Regions from separate parts of the Ovis aries genome. Here region 2 is linked to region 1. A link is a contact called in public Hi-C data. All regions are on one chromosome and are shown on one strand. Each heading gives the region's core, a stretch centred on a gene start, on an enhancer-like site or on the middle of the called end of the contact. The rest is flanking DNA. Distances are from core to core; before and after follow the strand shown. Region 1 holds the start of ZCRB1 (zinc finger CCHC-type and RNA binding motif containing 1). Region 2 holds the start of GXYLT1 (glucoside xylosyltransferase 1).

The links. Hi-C and Micro-C count contacts between places; a contact is called where the count stands out from the background.
Region 2: a Hi-C map of liver shows a contact between it and region 1, with 5 times the contacts expected there. The contact joins the promoter of GXYLT1 here to the promoter of ZCRB1 in region 1. A contact is called at or near these places in 8 of 16 Hi-C or Micro-C datasets (blood, hypothalamus, liver and 5 more).

Annotation. Positions count from the first base shown.
Region 1 is chr3:144,639,567-144,645,197 of ARS-UI_Ramb_v3.0, forward strand. It overlaps ZCRB1 (zinc finger CCHC-type and RNA binding motif containing 1), which reads left to right and starts at 3,194. Exons shown (of 7, transcript XM_012174469.3): 1 at 3,194-3,370; 2 at 4,953-5,038. The coding sequence starts at 5,025. PPHLN1 (periphilin 1) reads right to left here and starts at 3,128. Exons shown (of 9, transcript XM_060412750.1): 1 at 3,059-3,128; 2 at 2,597-2,730.
Region 2 is chr3:144,829,150-144,834,780 of ARS-UI_Ramb_v3.0, forward strand. GXYLT1 (glucoside xylosyltransferase 1) reads left to right here and starts at 2,678. Exons shown (of 7, transcript XM_027967443.2): 1 at 2,678-2,955. The coding sequence starts at 2,735.

The sequences.
Region 1 (5,631 bases), core at 1,944-4,443:
ACAGGATGGACTGAAGGTGAAGAAGCTAGAAGAAAGATCACTGCTCGCTTCATAATGAACATCAGAACTGAGTACTGTTAAAGTGCTGCATTCTCTACTAGTGCCACGTTACCTGACTTTCCACTGTTTTAAGAAAACTTCTTTAAGTATTAAATACTTAGTAGTAGCTTCTTGGGAGAAGGCAATGGCACCCCACTCCAGCACTCTTGCCTGGAAAATCCCATGGACGTAGGAGCCTGGTGGGCCGCAGTCCATGGGGTCGCTAAGCGTCGGACTCGACTGAGCGACTTCCCTTTCACTTTTCACTTTCATGCATTGGAGAAGGAAATGGCAGCCCACTTCAGTGTTCTTGCCTGGAGAATCCCAGGGACGGGGGAGCCTCATGGGCTGCCGTCTATGGGGTCACAGAGTTGGACACAACTGAAGCGACTTAGCAGCAGCAGCAGCAGTAGCTTCTTGACTGTTCATCGTAAGTGAACAAGTAACGGAAATTAACAGGCAAAATTATCAGATGTTTGACTGAGTATAATATTTTCAAATCTAAACCTCATTTCACATATGGATAAAGGTTACAGTCTTAACTGGCCAGGCTCCTTCCTGTCTTTTACCCTCCATTCCCTGCTTATGACAGACACTCAATTAACCATGCTAAAATTCATAGCTGAAGTCTCCCTGAAAAAGAACCCTAAGAGTTTATTAGTTAACTGTAACAAATCCAAACGTCTCTGCCCTTCATATGCCCCCTTTCTGTTATTTCACCTAACCTCCTGTTCTCTCCATGCCTTCCTCCTCACCGCGTCACAAAGTAATGAACACTGCCCTAGAGTTAGAACACTACCCTAGAGTAAGAACACTTACTTCTCCAACTGGAATACTTCTTTTCATTCTCTCACTCAATTTCCAAACATCCATCAAGGCCCAGTTCAAGATCTGTTATTCTCCAGAAAGCCCATTCCTGAACCCTACAACACTTAAAACAGATTCCAAACCAATGACTAAGAAGCCACATGTGACCTGTTTGGCCCAGGTTTCTTTTTTCTTAATAAAACATTATTCCATTGACCACATCTACAAACTAGGAGATAGCCTCTTTAAGAAACTGTATTTCCAACTTTCCTTGAAAAGAACTGGGCGCTCTGGCAACACTGGGAGCACACAGTCACATAGCCAAAGCAGCTGTAGCTGAGAAGCAGCTGATGCCTTTTGAAAGATTTTTACATTTTAAAATCAGAAGATGACATCAACCACCTGAATTCTGAGACTCTATCTGCAGCAACTGCAATGATTCAAGAAATTCTTGACTGCCTATTAGGCACTAGAGTTATAAATGTAAACAAGACAGTTCCTCCTAGGAGCTAAAGCCTAGCATAGTAGCAACGACAAAGAGGTAAGCAATCAGGATGCATCTGATAAATGCTACTAAAAGGCAAGTAGAGAGCACTTAGCACATGGCAAGAGTACTTAACTCTGTCTGTGGGAGGTTAGGAATACCATGCAGAGAAAGTGACTAAAACTGAGATTTTTTAGCAGCTGTAGGAATAAACCAGAAAGGGGTAGGCTTGGGATAAGGAAAATCAAATGTCTCAGAGAAAAAAAGAACTTTGCAAAGACACTGACAGAAGATAAAAGCATTAGAAATGGAAATAAGTTGAATATGTCTAGAGCCATGAAAGAAAGTGTTAGTTGCTCAGTCGACTTTTTGTGACCCCATGGACTGTAGCCCTCCAGGTCCCTCTGTCCATGGGATTTTCCAGGCAAGAATACTGGAGTGAGTTGCCATTTCCTTCTCCAGTGTATATTCCCGACCCAGGGATCGAACCCAGTTCTCCCACATTGCAGGCAGATTTTTTACTGCCTAAGCCAGGGAAGCAAGAGCCATGATCCACCCATAAATGCAGGGGTCGGAGAAAGGGCTCAACTGACATGACTGGAGAGAAAAAACAAGTATTAGAGTCAAGAGATTTAAGATAATTTCCATAAAGAGGTTGAATCTGTAAAAGAGTTTGTTAAGCAGAGCAGGTTTCAGAGAACACAGCTCCTGTCTTGAGGGGTGAAATGTGGGAAGAAAGGAGGGAGAAGCAGTGATAGCCTAAAGGGAGAGGGAGCCAGCACAAAGCAGCACGGGGATGAGGGTGTAGCATAGAAGAACAAAAGGGCTTACATCTCAGGCGGTAACCAAGGATTAACAGGGATGTGAAGCATGGCAGTTTTGGCTGGCCACAAGTTTGCCAAAAGAATTAGTCCCAGCGGTCCCCTGGCGGACACAGAGGCCTTCAGGCGTCTCAAAATTCTGCTGCGCCCTGGCTGGATTGCACTTCCGTCTCTCTAGAAGACATCAGCTTCGACCTGGATTGATCGTGCAGGCTCCACGAGAGGCTCTGAGTTCCGGGCTGCTGGCACGCAGGCTCCCAGGAATGGCTAGAGGGCTGGTCTGCGTGTGCCGGTGGGTAGAAGTATAAACTACCCTGCATTATTTTCTGATGTTTCTGTAGGAATGATGGGCCTGTTTACAGCCACTTAGAGAAAAAGCAGTGTTTGCCCATTACAGATTTATAGGGAGAAAAAAGGTGCCAGGAAGTTTTACAGTTGTCCATACCAATACTCAGGATGAGTCTTCGTGTGAATTCGAGTGTCCCCAAATTGACCTTGTCTCGCCAACAAGACTGAGGGATCCTCCAGAAAAAGGCCGCTTTACACTTTTTTGTAACTCCTGAAGTGCCTATAACCAAACTGGGCACGTCGAACACATTCAGTAAATTTATCGACTTACTAACTGACCTGGGGTCACCGATGCCACCTAGCTCAGCCCTCTTTTTGCCTATTATGGTGCTAAAGAGAAGTGAACCTATACCACAGACTCAACAATTTCCTTTATGCCAAACTTGCTGCGTCTCTCCCCCTCAACAGCAGGAGCAGAATCCCTGCACAGTTCAAATTCAGCGGGAAACTCCACGTCCCACCGCGGAAACGCCCGCCCGCCCGCTCGCTGCCCCCTCCCGGGTGCAGGAGGCCGCGTGCCCTCCCCCACCCACCTCTCGTAAAGGTAAAAAGCGCTCACCAACTCTGGGCCGCCTGGAGATCCCGTAAATGTAGTCGCCCGCTCGTCGCCGCGCTCCCGGGGAAGCACTTCCGGCGCACACTCAAGACGTCAGCAAGAGCGCCCGCCCCTAAGCCCACCTCCGGGGTTTGGGACAAAGGAAAGCCGGGAAGAGGCGCGGTAGCTCCCTTCTCGTCTCCTGTGCCCGACCCCTCCCGGGACCCGTGATGCAGAAGCAGCTGCAAGGAGCGACGTACGGTCGGGGTTGAGCCCCAAGTGAGCTGAGGGCTCGCGCTCTTCTGGCCCTCCCCCCCGGGCCCGCCCCACTTGAAGGTAAACGCCTCCCGCGTTGCGGCCTTGCTCCCTGCGGGCTCCTTTCCAGAACAAGCTTCCGGAACCATTTTCCCCTCTCTTCCTGCCACCTTTTTTATCTCAGGACCTTTACCTGCCCTCACCGTTCTCACCGGAACGGCTAACGTATGAAAAGCTTCAGTTGGAAGCTTTTAAATAGCGACCTATCGTGCTAGGTTCCTGAAGTTGTCCCCCAGAACGTTCCAAATCATCAAGCGATTTTCCTATCACATCGCGAATAAGGATGCCTTAGAATCATTATTTTGCAATTTGTGATCTTAAGTACACACCACACACGCTTTTTAAATCGAAAATTTGAACTTGGTTGAATCTGATATAATTTTCACAGGTGACTTGCTGACTTTGCAATATATGATATGAAAATGAATTACAGATTGTACTTGTAAACTTAAAAATACATATACAGGCCAGTACCCTTCAGGGCACTGAAAATTATTCAAATGATAAAATGTATCATTTCATAAGTTGGCGATAATATGCAAAATTAGTGATTTGAGAAAACTTTAATTACATCATAATGTGAAGCTAAAATTTCTTCTTAGCACTGCTCAAAAGAAAAGTATTAAGACAATCAAAAAGGCACCCAGCCAGATTAGTGAAAATCAGTGGCTAAGGTCCTTCCTGCCCTCCCAGGCTCTTTCTTACGTGGGTAGGTAAGGTATTAGGCATATCTGAAAGCACTTTATTGCTCTTAGCCTGATGAGAGGTTAAGAGTAGCCTCAGAGTTTTTCCCTCATTTGTTTGAAACTCGCCTCTTCATTCACACCATATGCCATCACTGAAAGGTTTCGTGTAAACAATCTTTTAAGTGGTGTCTGGAGCAAAGCAATTCCTTAATTCACCCAGCCAGAGTCATTGTTTCTGAGTGAGAGCCGATTCTTAGGTAGGTTAAGGAGTCTCAGGGCTCTTGAAGAGGAGAAAAGGACAAACTTTTTTCTACATTGCTTCGTCTTAGTCATATAAAACTTTTTTCCTTAAATTCTTGAGTTTTTATGACAACAGTCTTTAACTTTTTTAAGCCCAGAGTTAATGCTTACACAACAAAACAATTCATTCCGAAGCTTTTCCTTAAGCTCTGTACTAATGATGTAAGGTTACATGTAACAACAGTGTATCTTGCTCAAGGACATGTTTCTCCTTCTTAACAAGAACCTTCTGACTAATCTTGTCAACTTAAGACAGAGGTTGTGGAAGTGGATCTGGTAAAAGTATATGAGGCTTTGATAAAACTAACAAGGGGGGGCATTCTTCCTCCCTCAGTTAATGTCTATGTCAGAAGCTTTCTCTGCACTTTTTCACTGTAATAAAACTTCTGTGACACAAAAGCTCTAAGTGATCAACCCTTGTCTCTGATCCCAACGCTAAATCTTCTTTGGAGATCATGGAGAATCCGACATGGTTCACCATAAGCTATCACTCATTAGTACTAAGAAGTAAGAAAAATTGTATAAATTTGTCATTTGCCTATAGTATTGGTTTTACTTGGAAGGAAGAATACCTGTTTTAGACTGCTTCTGGGTTTGTTTGTTTGTTTGTTTTTTAGAAATGAGTGGTGGATTGGCCCCAAGTAAAAGCACAGTGTATGTATCCAATCTGCCCTTTTCCCTGACCAACAATGACTTATATCGGGTAAGTTGCTATATTAGTACTATTATCTACTGAATTCTGTATTTGAGATACAAATATCGCTTAAGCAAGCAGTTCTCTTAGACAATATTCTTAATAAATACATTAAAATGCACTTAAATCATTAATACCAAAAACCTCTATTGCAAACATAAGTGAAAAAAATTAGACACTTGTCATATCCAAAGAAAATTTCCAGTGCTTTATAGAGAATAGAGAATATGTTATTTTTGTGTTTTTTAAAACAAAAAACACAGAAGACACTACTAGCATAATGAAGCTGATTTTTCCTGCTTGCTTACTTGGCTTTTGAAACTGGTAGTGGGGTGGAGGTTTTGGAGGAAAGAGCTAATGGAAGCAAAACAGATCCCTTTCCTAACCCTCCAATTCTGAAAGTATATCTTAATTTAATATGTGGCAAAAACTTAACAGTTTAAGTTTAATATTTGTTTTCAATTCAGAATGGGGTGATTAAAAGACAAAAAGAAATCCTTTCCAACATATTCTTTACCCTCCTTTCCTTACAGAGAACAAAATTTCCTGCTTTGTCTATTCTGCAGATTGATGGTTGAGAGGGACTGCCAGTTGATTAGTGG
Region 2 (5,631 bases), core at 1,428-3,927, 190 kb after region 1:
TCATTCTATTCATACATCTTAACAGCATGCTAGTTTTACTTTTTTGTCAAGTAAGGCAAAAAGTTAATCCTTATACCGGGAGAAACTGAGGCTTAAATGTGTTAGTAAGTAGTTCCCATGGTCACAGAACCAGCTCTTATTTGGTGTAGGGATTCCAAATGAAGAACTACTGCTAATTACACAGCATTTCCCCATCTTGTTTCACATGGCCAAACTCTTCAAAGCTTCAGCTGCAATTTGAACAGTTTAACAGCATGATTTTTCTCCATGGAGAGAGAGAGAGAGGGACAGTGTGTGTATGTGTGTGTGTTTAAAGAGAGAGAGAGAGGGATGGGGTGTGTGTGTGTGTGTGTGTGTTTAAAGCCTCCTTCCTTTCCCTCACTTTTTGGCACTGTAGCTGCTTTCTGGCTGGCTCTCTCTCTGTCCCAGCCTCCACACTGCAGCCAGAATCTGCCTTCCAAAAGGCAGATGTTACCATGTTACTTCCTAATTTAAAACACTGTCAGTGGTTCACTGTTGTCTGCCACATTACCTTCAAACTCCTTGGTGTGCTAAACAAGGAATTCAGATATCTGGCCCCTTCAGCCTCCAGTCATCGCTCATCATATCCTCTCTTGCGTTTGCTTAACTGATGGTATCAAACTTCTCACAGCTCCCTGAACACAAGAGCCTGTTTCACTGATTCCTCAGCCTGGAATCACTTCCATTACCCCATTCAAGACTCTGGGGCCAGTTTTGCTATACTCAAAGGTTCACAAAAAACTGAAGTGAAAACTATGAATCACTGAAGTAGTTACCAGTAAAAGTGTATGGTGCACACAAACGAAAGACAGCAAACTGGTAACACTCAAACCAAAATATGCGATGAGGCTTACGGGTAGATTGTTATCAAGCAGTATATATGGTGTGAAGGCAGTGAGTGTGTTGTCTTCAGTGATTGGTTAAAGCATTACATTTTTTTTTTTTTTGCAGTTTAAACTTCAAACATTGAATATTTTATTCAACTGCTATTTTTTCTTATTTCTAAATTCTTTTTATTATACAAGTTACAGGTGTATAGCATTATAGGTTGCACTAGTAGTAAAGAACCTGCCTGCCAATGCAGGAGACCTAAGAGACCTAGGTTCAATCCCTGGGTTGGGAAGATCCCCTGGAGGAGGACTTGGCAATCCACTCCAATATTGCCTGGAGAATCCCATGAACAGAGGAGCCAGGTGGGCTATAATTCATGGGGTCGTAGAGTCCCTCAGGACTGAAGCAATTTAATCCACATATTCTGCAAAGTCATCACTACCATAAGTCTAGTTATCAACCATCACCATACAATTGACTCCCTTCATCTATTTGCCTATCCCCTGCGAGAATTTACTTAAAAGGGAATTGGTTAGTGGTTACCTCATACCGATTTTGGGGACTTAAATATTTAAGTTATGCTTATTATTTTCAGATGTATAGGCAAGAAGTGACCCAGATCAAGTTAAACTCTTATCCTGCAAAATATGCTAAATTAAGCTTTGCTTGTATGACCGGTTTTGTCTGGTCAAGGAATTTTCAAGTCTGGTCTCTGTTTCATTTTGACATTATGAAGTATCTCCTGACCCTGCCCGTAGGTTGGAGAAGGAAATGGTAACCCACTCCAGTATTCTTGCCTGGAGAATTCCATGTACGGAGAAGCCTGGTAGGCTACAGTCCACGGGGTCGCAAAGAGTCGGATACGACTGAGCGACTTCACCTTCACCTATTCTAACGTCTGTATGGTTGTATTGCACTTACAAATATTCACTGTCCCACCCCCATGCCCCAACTAGGGGTTTTTGTGCCCCAAGATACTCACAGTGCTTGGCACAAAGTGATGATCTATAAATGTTCAGTAAATGAATGGCGTGAAAATAGGGCTGAAGAAGAGGGAGAAGAACTGGAAAGCTCTCTTTAGGGAGATATTATTGCAAATGGTGAGTTGTGAGCTGGTTCATAAAGGAGTAAAAGCTTGGAGCTTAGAGTTACAGGAACTTACAACCTCGATGGGAGGCGGAATATGCATCCTCAACAGCATCAGGCATCTGCATTTGATATCTGCGTGAGAACGGCTCGAACCAACTCTATTACAGAATACGAGAGGCTAGGGAAGTCACTGCTGGATGAGGTTGGAGCGGAAAAGCGGCTTAATCAAGTGCCTTCTAAATACAAGGCGTTTTTCGTGCGTTAAGCAATTTAATCTTTATCACCATTCTATGATGAGGATATCATCTCCATTTCAGAGACAAAGACACCCGCTCAGAGAATTTAGGTCGCTCAGCGTCCCAAACTACCGTGTGGCAGAACCATAATTTGAAATTGGGTCAGTTGCCTCCAACGCCCCGCTCCTTTCGCCACACTTCTGCAGCGCAGTTGGGAGTTGCAGGGCTTGGGAGTCGCTCGCCCGGCAGTCCCCAGCTCCCAGAGCTCCGGACACCCCGGCCCACCAGGCGCGCCCCGCCCTCGCGCTCAGTGCGCCGGCGCGTCGGGCCGCCAGCCCTCAGGGAGGGGCCCGCGGCGGAGGCGGGGTCAGGACGCCGGGGCGGGGTGTCGGCGCGCTGGTGAAGGTGGTGGGAAGGGAGCGGAGTGGGGCGGGTGCGAGGCCGTGGCGGAGGAGGAACTTGTTGCGCTCGCGGCTGCGCGGTGCCGCTCCCTCGGTTCCAGTTCGCCCGGGCGGGCGCGGTGACGGCGGCGGCGGCAGCAGCGCTGGGCCAGCGCGATGCGGCGCTACCTGCGCGTCGTGGTGCTGTGCCTGGCCTGCGGCTTCTGCTCGCTTCTCTACGCCTTCAGCCAGCTCGCCGTGTCCCTGGAGGAAGGAGCGGGCGGCGTTGGCGGGAAGCCGCAGGCCGCAGCGGCTTCCTGGCTTGGGGGCGATGGACGCGGAGCCGGGAGAGGGGTGGGCAGCTCGGGCTCTGCGGCGCATCACGGCCGGTCAGACAGGTACGGGCCGTTCTGTCTTGGGGGGCCGGGGGTACGGCGGCACGGGGCTGGGGACTCGGCCTGGCCCGGGCTGCCAGCGAGTCCGCCTAGCGCCTCTCGCCGCCGGGCCCGCATCTCCCGCTCCTTTGCAGCCGACTCTGACCCTCTTGCTCGTTTCCCTCCTCTTCACCCCAGGGGTGAGCTCCGTGCTGCTCTAGCCCGAGAGCACACCACGCGTTTTGCGTTTGTCTTCTAACCTGTTCCTTAGGCACAAATTCAGAGCAGTTAGAAATTAATTTTCAACTCTTGACAGTTGTGTCTTCCTTTTCTTTCTTTCTTAGGATTTGTCGAAAATAAGGGGGGTCCTACAAAAACCTTCTTGCTTGCTGACTAGTGGGAATTCCCTCGTTTCCATGGCGTTCCAGTTGAGATATTTAAACAGCCGCCTGGCGCCCTGGTTCAGCTTTCCGCCTCCCTCCTAAATGAGGCGTCTAAATTTCCTGTTAACGCTTAAATTTTTCATCATTAGCCGATCAGCTAAATCTGGAGAGAGCATTTTCTGCTGATTGTGAGTTTTTCTTTAGGAAACAATCGATCTATTGTGAAACTTAGAGCAAGTTAAGAAAAATAAGCGATACTTAACATACGTCTTTTGTGAGTTGGGATAGAGGTGTCTTTCTTTAAAAAAAGGAATTTAAAAAGCACAGTGACTTAAGTGGATTTACGCAAATCACTGTCAGAGTTGGAATCAGTACGAGGTTTAAATGGAAAAAAGAATGCAACGCATTACGAATGCTTAACAAAATCTGAGCGTTCCCACTTCCTTGAAAAAGAGGCTCCTCCATTTGTGGGCAACTCTTACTCCGAGTACTCTTTTAGTAAGAGGCAAAGGCTGCTTTGATCGGATAAAATATCGGATTGGTAGGGGGAGGGAGCGCAGGCCAGCTATAGACTGTTGAAGGTTCTTCTCAAAAGTTGATGGCCATTCCTAAAATGAAAAGGAACGTTTAGGCAGAGGAGCAGCACGGAAAAGCCGGACTGTCGTGTTTTCACCCTGTGACTTGATTACAAGGGCTCTGTTCATAAAAGCAGAACTACTTTCCAGAGCCAGGTTTGTCACTGCCATTATCTGTCCTGGGAGAGGCAGTGACCGAAGATCCGGACGACTCATGAAAAGCTGGTCGAAGTCTGTTTTGTTCCTGTGAAGCATTTAAAGTTAAGGGAAGGAAACTGTTTTTGTATTGGGGAGAATTGAAAAGAAGAAACATTTTTGTCAAAACATTGAATGAAATTGAACTATGATATTAGCATTTCAATTTGATAGAATAACATGCATTTTTAGTGCCTTGTCTGAGATACTTAAATATTCTGTGACGAATTTTTATAAACTGTATTTGCTTGGCTAGCTAATTTTAACAGAATTGTGTTATTTGAAATTCAGAAAATAAGCGCTTCGGTTTTAAAAGATATTTTATAGACCCATTACTGACATCTGAAGTTTGATGTGTCAGAACCAACTAAAAGCTTTGTATTATAAGTCCTCTGAGCAGCATAACTCCTCAATTTAAATGAGGCATATATTTGAGTTAAAACTGAAGGTGTATCATTCTTTGTTAAAATGTTGTGAAGTACATTTCACCATGTGTGCACACATAAGAAGGGTGAGAAGAGGAACCACATGGAAAAGCTGGATTGCTTGGATCGCATGAGTTGATTACGGTCAGCAAAATTCCTAAAAGATACCAGGCTCTTTTCATTTTTGATATTATCATTTATAACATCTTTTTAGACTTCTCACAGAGTTCAGTCAATTTTTTTTGGCTATCATGGGATATGGAGTAGGTATTAACCTGCTTCCAGTGTATAAATTGTTTAGCCAGGATGCAGAGAGCATCAATACTGGACCAGGATTAGAAACTATGTATCTTTTGCTTGCTCTGCCAGTACTCTTTCTATAAAGCTGCTGTGATAAGACTCTAGTCTAGATAGTGTTTAATCAGTGAAAAATGGGGCTATAAGGCAAGCAACATCTGTTTTTTTCTTGGTAGGACTTGATTATCAATTATGTTATTACTTTTTTTTGAAGCAGTTTTAGCTCAAAGATTAAAACTACTATTTCTTTCTCTCATTTAAAACATGGGATTACAGTTGTATCTAATAGGTTCCATTGGTCAAATCTTAATAGAAAATATTCATTGCACAGTATTCCATGATAACAAAATACTTGGAAATGTCCTTTCACATTCTCAAAGTAAAAAGTCGAAAATGATGGAAATGGTTTTTAAGTGAAATTTATTATTAATTAGTCATTTTGTTTGGATCCATTATTTTGGTATTTAGAAAATGGGTAGATCTTAATGTCAGACAAACCTGTGGTGTCTTTCTGGCCCTGATTGCTGTGAAACCTTGACCACCTTTCTGCTTTACTTTTCTCACCTGTAAAATATAGTTTATATTTACCTTAACTAGCTCAAGTCATTAAAGAATCCGCCTGCAGTGCAGGAGACCTGAGTTCGATTCCTGGGTCAGGATGATACCCTGGAGAAGGACATGGCAACCCACTCCAGTATTCTTGCCTGGAGAATCCCATGGACAGAGGAGCCTGGCAGGCTACAGTCTATGGGGTCTCAAGAGTCGGACTTGACTGACTAAGCACACAGCACACACACAATCAGAATTCTTAGTTGTCAGTCATCA